2 separate regions of the Gossypium hirsutum genome follow, and region 2 is linked to region 1. A link is a contact called in public Hi-C data. All regions are on one chromosome and are shown on one strand. Each heading gives the region's core, a stretch centred on a gene start, on an enhancer-like site or on the middle of the called end of the contact. The rest is flanking DNA. Distances are from core to core; before and after follow the strand shown.

Evidence for each region. Hi-C and Micro-C count contacts between places; a contact is called where the count stands out from the background.
Region 2: a Hi-C map of leaf shows a contact between it and region 1, with 2.7 times the contacts expected there. The contact joins the promoter of LOC107928685 here to the promoter of LOC107928656 in region 1. A contact is called at or near these places in 2 of 34 Hi-C or Micro-C datasets (both in leaf).

What each region holds. Positions count from the first base shown.
Region 1 is chrA12:90,636,945-90,640,222 of Gossypium_hirsutum_v2.1, reverse strand. LOC107928656 (E3 ubiquitin-protein ligase AIRP2) reads left to right here and starts at 1,519. Exons shown (of 5, transcript XM_016859913.2): 1 at 1,519-1,826; 2 at 2,535-2,697; 3 at 2,794-2,860; 4 at 2,958-3,183; 5 at 3,266-3,278. The coding sequence starts at 1,738.
Region 2 is chrA12:90,990,307-90,993,584 of Gossypium_hirsutum_v2.1, reverse strand. It overlaps LOC107928685 (NADH dehydrogenase [ubiquinone] flavoprotein 1, mitochondrial), which reads right to left and starts at 1,745. Exons shown (of 3, transcript XM_016859935.2): 1 at 1,461-1,745; 2 at 1-6. The coding sequence starts at 1,730. It overlaps LOC107928708 (a long non-coding RNA gene), which reads left to right and starts at 3,228. Exons shown (of 2, transcript XR_001692681.2): 1 at 3,228-3,278.

The sequences.
Region 1 (3,278 bases), core at 270-2,769:
TAGCATGCTGAAACTTGAAATTTAATTTATATACTTTAATTTTTTTACATAGTTTCATCATTCTACATTAAAATCTTAAAATCTTAAATACCTCAACTTCATCATTAAAAGAAACCTTTAACTCTAACAAATCATTCATTATACCTCATTATGAATGGTTCTTTTATATTAAAAGTGTAAGAACTTACGATTTGCTCCCTATTTAGTTTGATGTTCAGTCTAATGTTTAGACCGTAATTGTTGTTTGAGCACGAGTTTAAATAGAACACAAGTGATAAGCAAAATAAGGAATGAGAGAAACAAACACAAGATTTGTTAATGGAGTTTTGATTCACCAATCTTATACTATGGAGCATTACTCAGAGAATGATTCTTACTCAACAAATTTCCAGATCATCCATTAATTTAAACCCAACCTACCTTTAGACAAATAAGTAATTGCAGCTACAACACCAACTCCAATTGTTACAAACCACCCACCCAAAATCCTCACTTATATCAAGTATAAACTCTTTGATAAAAGTCTGAGGCAAAAATGCAAAAATACCAAGTAAAAGAAACACAAATAACCATACAAAAAGCACTCTAAAAGCACACCCATATATAGCACAACAGCCTATTTGTAGGTTAAATTCTATATCTTCTCCAAGTAGTCTTTATAGGATAAAATTTCAATTATAATTTGAATATATCTTATTGAAATTTCTCCAGTAATTATTTTAAAATAAAACTTTTTAAACCAAGTAAAATCATTAGATAAATCACCAAATAAATAGTTTAACAGATAAGAATAAACCTTATAGAACAAGGCATATCAATCTCATAGGTCCTTCATTCATCCAAATTCGACCACAACTGTTTGATACGAAATTTAATACGTTTTGAGACTTATTTATTTATAGAAAAAGCACTTATGAAGTCTCAAATTAAAAAAACCTAACAAATAAAATTAACTAAATTGTCTCAAAATCTTGATTGATTAAGTATTTAAATAGGTGAAGATAATGATTAGACATCGAATCTTTAATTGTTTGAAATAATTAATTAACCAAATAATTAAAAAAAAAAAAGAAGGCCACAAAGATTATAATATGATGATATAAATAATAAAGAAAACAGTTGTACTGATTATGATAATAATTCTAGTCTGATTATATATACTTTTTTATGAAATAATCTGATTAACATTATTAACAAATAAATAAAGTCATGACGGATTTTTTTTTTAAAGAAAGATAAAGAAAGATGGCAAGAAAAGCAACTTTTAAGATAAGAACAAAAGAAATAAATGTGAAATCATCATAAAATAATAACACAATTTCTTAGACGTATAAATGTAATATTCTTTGTCTAATCATACAAATTTAATCAACAAGTTCAAATACCAAATAAAACCCAAACCCAAATCCAAACCCAAACCCAAACTCAAACCCAAACCCAAACCCAAACCCAAACCCAAACCCAAACCCAATTATTATTTTTATTTTTATTTTCTTGTTGTATGATTATTAGCGGCATGGTTTTCTTTATAATGAGAAAAGGATAAAAAAGAGTATGTTAAGGCAAGAGAGAAGAAAAGTCTCTTTTCTTGTTCAGTTTTCTTATACTTTCTGTTGTCTTCTGGGGGATTGGGTTCTTAGAAAGGGAAAACCCAGTTCTCTTACACTTTCTGTTGTTCATCTTTGTAGATTCTTGTATCTTGTCTAGGTTTCTTTGTTTTCTCTGTTTTTTAAAGAGATGGGGATGATGTATTATCAGTTGTCAAAGTCTTCTTATCAGGATTTTCTGAAAATACTAAAGGCTGACATACAACATGCAAATGCTTTGTAAGTTTTCTTTTCTTGGGTGTTTAATTTTCTTAAAAAATTAGTATTTTCTTTTACCTCACCATCCTTTTGAAGTTGATTGCTGACTTGTTCTTGTTGTTTCTGTTTATTAGTTGCTTGATTGGGTTGCTTTTGATGATAATGATTAAAAAGCTTAGTTTTTTAGCTGCTCTGCTAGTTGTTAAAAGAAATTATTAAAAAAAACCGAAAAACATTCGGTTTGGAAGTTTATCTGATTCTTTTCTCTTTTATGATAATCTTTCGTTAGCTTTATGATATTATTGAATAACCAATTGCAGATTTTTTGTATATGGTTTAGTATTGTAAATTTTCAGCCTAACAATTCTTATACCAGCTAAAATCTCTCTGCCTATTTGCTGAGCTGTTGGTCGTTTGATGTTTCTCTAGCTGAGAACAGCTCAAAAAGATTTCATTTGTTTGTGGTAGCATATTAATATTTGTATGTTTATGATAGGGTTTTACTTCCTTATCGTCATTCTTCTTCTGAGAGTGTTTGTCTGAACTTGATGATAGTTTGATGTTTCTTTAGCAGATAGCAACTTAAGAAGTTTCATTCATTTAATGGTAGTATGCTAATATTTGCATATTTATTAAAGGATTTTGGTCATTGTGATGCTTAATGATTGGCTTAGAATATATTGTGTCTCCATTTTAGTTCTTCTAAGAATGTGTTCTTGGGGGTTTTAGGGCTGCTGCAATTCCAAGGGCCAAGAGTGGTGCTCACCTTCAAATGAAATTGGTGTATAATCATTTGGCTCCCCTCTTTCTATTTTTGTTACAGTGGATGGATAGTTCCTGCATGTGTCTACTCCCTAGATTTCTAAACCTCTTTCACATTCTTGTATACAAGGTTCATTATAACGGCTTATTTTGTTCCCCTCTTTTACATTTATTTTCATACATATTCATATGCGCCATTTGTTCATTTCCACATTGTTTGCTAAAGGTCTATACAGATGGGAGATCAAATATATCTAGACGTGGAAGGAAGGCAACAATTAGAGAGTTTTACGGTATGCATATAATCTTAGTTTGAGTGTGTTTTTTTTTTTTCCTATAATGATTCATTCACCTTGTCATTGTCTCTCTTTGCTAATTAACTAATTTTAGGTGTTATATTACCATCTCTTCAAAGGCTCCATAGTAACTTGGGGGAGTTGGATGATGATAAGGAGGCCGGTGGGAGTTCTGCCAAGAAAAGAGTCGACTTAGACAATAGACTTGGGAATATTGATTTTGAGAGGGAAGATGAATGTGGGATTTGCTTGGAGCCTTGCACGAAAATGGTCTTGCCTAATTGTTGTCATGCAATGTGCATCAAATGCTATCGCAATTGGTAACTTGAAATCTCTTGTTATTCCTCTCCAGTTTCAGTGCTTTGCAGCTTCACTCTTAACATTTTCCTTTACAAATTACAGGAACACAAAATCT
Region 2 (3,278 bases), core at 496-2,995, 350 kb before region 1:
GGGTGCCTATGCAAAGAAAGAACAACCATTTCTTTATTCTTTCTCATTAAACATTTTTCCCAAAGATATTGGAACATAACTAATCAACTTTTTTAGCTTCCATGAAATGATCTAATTATCAGCAATAAATCTAACAAATGCTCGAAAACACTCAAGAAGAAAATAATAGCAAATTTGAAGTAACACACATGTTTGAATGAAGCAACTGACATCGGTAAAACCTATAAAAAGGGTCCAAGTGAACAATGAGGGGGATTTGGATGTCAATAATGCAACCAGAGCAGCTAGTGGCAACCAAAATAACGGAAAGAAAATAAGAAAAGATCATGAACTTTGATTATGCAAATTAATCAGTCCATCAATTTTGAAGTCTCAAGTCTGACTTCTCTCTGAATTGAACTAAAACCATCTTTCTGAGAATTAAGAAAGTTATCACTTTTTAAGGAATTTAATTGGTTGGAATGTGATTCCAATGTTTGGTAAGCAAAAATTGCTTCTTTCATTGGAATGTAACATTCCCTTGGGAGTTAATTTCTCACAAGTAATGTGAAGTCATTCCCTTGATAATTAGTAGGAGAGTTACTTTTCCATCTAGATGGAAAGTAATAAAAAAAATCACTAGAACAAAATTAGCCTTTCTTTTATTTGTGTTTAGGGTATTAACTAGTTCATCGTAAAAAAAGAAAAACATAACTGATGCTTGTTCTTTCGTTCTCTAGTCTCTACAATTTCAATTCATCGTTCCAAAGTAAGTGTTTTTTTCTAGTTTTATTCTCAATCTACAAATTCTACTCTGCATATTATTTTTTCCCTTTTTAACATGTCATATATGTGTGCTATCACAGGGTAAATATCTATATTCTCAGAAAAATATTAAAATACATCTTTTATTTTAAGGATAATTTAGTTAAAATAACATTATGTTCTCAGAAAAAGCATTGAATTTAACAAACGTCTTAATATAACTTTCCATGATTTTAACTGTATATCATGTTATAAAATAACTTGCACAGCAATAATGTTATCACAATCACATTTTAAAATCATAACATGGGAAATCACCAAACACCCCTAAATGTAGAAATTAATTCCTTGGGCCAAAATATGAGCCACATCCAATTTATCCAAATTTGAAGCAACAAACAACATTCTTCATTCCTTTTTGGTAAGGTATGCGAATGGACAAGGAGATATTAAAATCTACACTAACTAAAATTAGTTTCATAACCCTAAAACAAACAATCCATCTTCAGTAAGCTAAGTTTCTAGAAAATTAAAACTAAAACCTTTTCTTCTGTGCGCTCATTTTCCACTAGCTAATCGCATCTAAACAGAAGATGAAGGAAAAAATTCAATTGCTTGGATCTATAACTAAACGCGAAACAACATTTCACGATCAAACAACGAAATGAATCGACGAGAAACCCGAGGCAAGTGAAAGAGTAAGGAAAGGGGCGTACCATAGAGTGAAATTTCGCGGATGATCCTTGATTGTTGCGATTCGGCTCGACTGCAAAATTCAGAAACAAGGGCGGAGGAAAAGGGAATAGGGAATTTGAAGATGGGGAATGATTGGCTACGGTATCTAAGCAACGGAGATTGATGGTGCAAAATAAAAAATGTTGATTGAAAGGGGGTGGTAAGTGATCTAACGGCCAATATTTCTTAGAGTGTTTGTGATGGCTATCGGTGATACGTTGTGATGTCGTGGATGTTATTTGGGCCACCATTCAACGGATATGATTAATTTGCCACGTCTACTGTTGCATTAAATATTTGCGCTGCTGAAGACGAGTTTTTCTTAACACAATTTAGCAATTAACATTTACATTTACATTTACATTTATATTTAAAATATTAAATATAAATGAAAATTTTTAATAAATTTATTAAATATGCCTTTAGTTAAAAAAATTAAATAAAATTTTTAAAGAAATATTATTTAAAATATTAAATTTTTAATCATGCTCGCATAGTCACCCACGTGATCGTTTATATATTTTTCATATTAACATGACATTATTTATTTTATATGTCACGTAAATAAATAATTTAAAAATATTAAAAATATTAAAAAATTTAAAACAATCAAAAATAAAATAAATAATTAACGATAAATATCAATTTTATACATGCACTTTGATCCAATATGCAATTTGATACTTGATCTTTAATTTGGTATAATTATACACACGAAACTTGAATTGTAGTTCATATGCATACATAAAACTTTGATTATAATTCAAATGTCCACATTTAAAAAATAGATACATACATTTATTTTCATATTAGAATAATATAATTATTTGTATATACAATATATTAACGTAAAATGATACTAATTCAATAATATTATCAGTGATTTGTAAAAATTGAATTAAATTAAAATTTCATATATAAAATCGCATAAAATTGATGTTCGTATGACATTACACATTGGATAAAAGTTCATGTATAGTTTTGATATTTATCCGAAAAAATTATAAAAAGTTTAAGAAAATTTAAAAAATAGTATAAAGTAGGCGTGGATTGCAATGTAGGCTGTCATGTTTAACATTTTAAATTTTAGTTAGTATTTTCATTAAAAAATATCAATTCATCTCTTTTTTGAAAGGATGATGATAAAATTTAACTTTTTTTTTTAAGTTGAGGATCAAATTTAATTAGAAAAAAAGAGAGTAAAATTGATAAATATATATATACATATAAACTTTAAGGGACTTGTTGATATTACCAAAAATTAATTGTTTACTTTTAAAAATTAAATTTTTTATTCCTTGAGAAAATTTGGAGAATTTTAATATATTAGTGTTTTAAGATGTATCATTTCAAAAGGTTAGTAATTGTGATTATTTTGTTTATGTAATTTTTTAAATAAAAAATATATTATTGGAATTTTATAAATTAGAAAGTAATTAAAATATAACAATGATATTAAAATAAATAATATAAAAATATGCAATATGAATGTTATTAGACTCATAAAAAAGTATATAAATATTTTTAATAAGTTAAATCCAAATTATATTTGAAATTTATGTTTTCTTTTAATCTTATGGCGTGATAATGTGTTTTAAATAAAATAAGATTATAATGAATTTTGAAAAATCACCTCTCTAGTGTTTAGAAAGTTTTTTTTTTTTGAACTTCAACTGATACTTTTATTAATGAAAGAAGTAATTATTATGGTTACAAGCATTAATAAAGCAACCTACAGCTGTCTTTTTCCTGTAAGGCACCAAAACGGTGCATTGAAAATCATCAAATAGAGAAAAAAA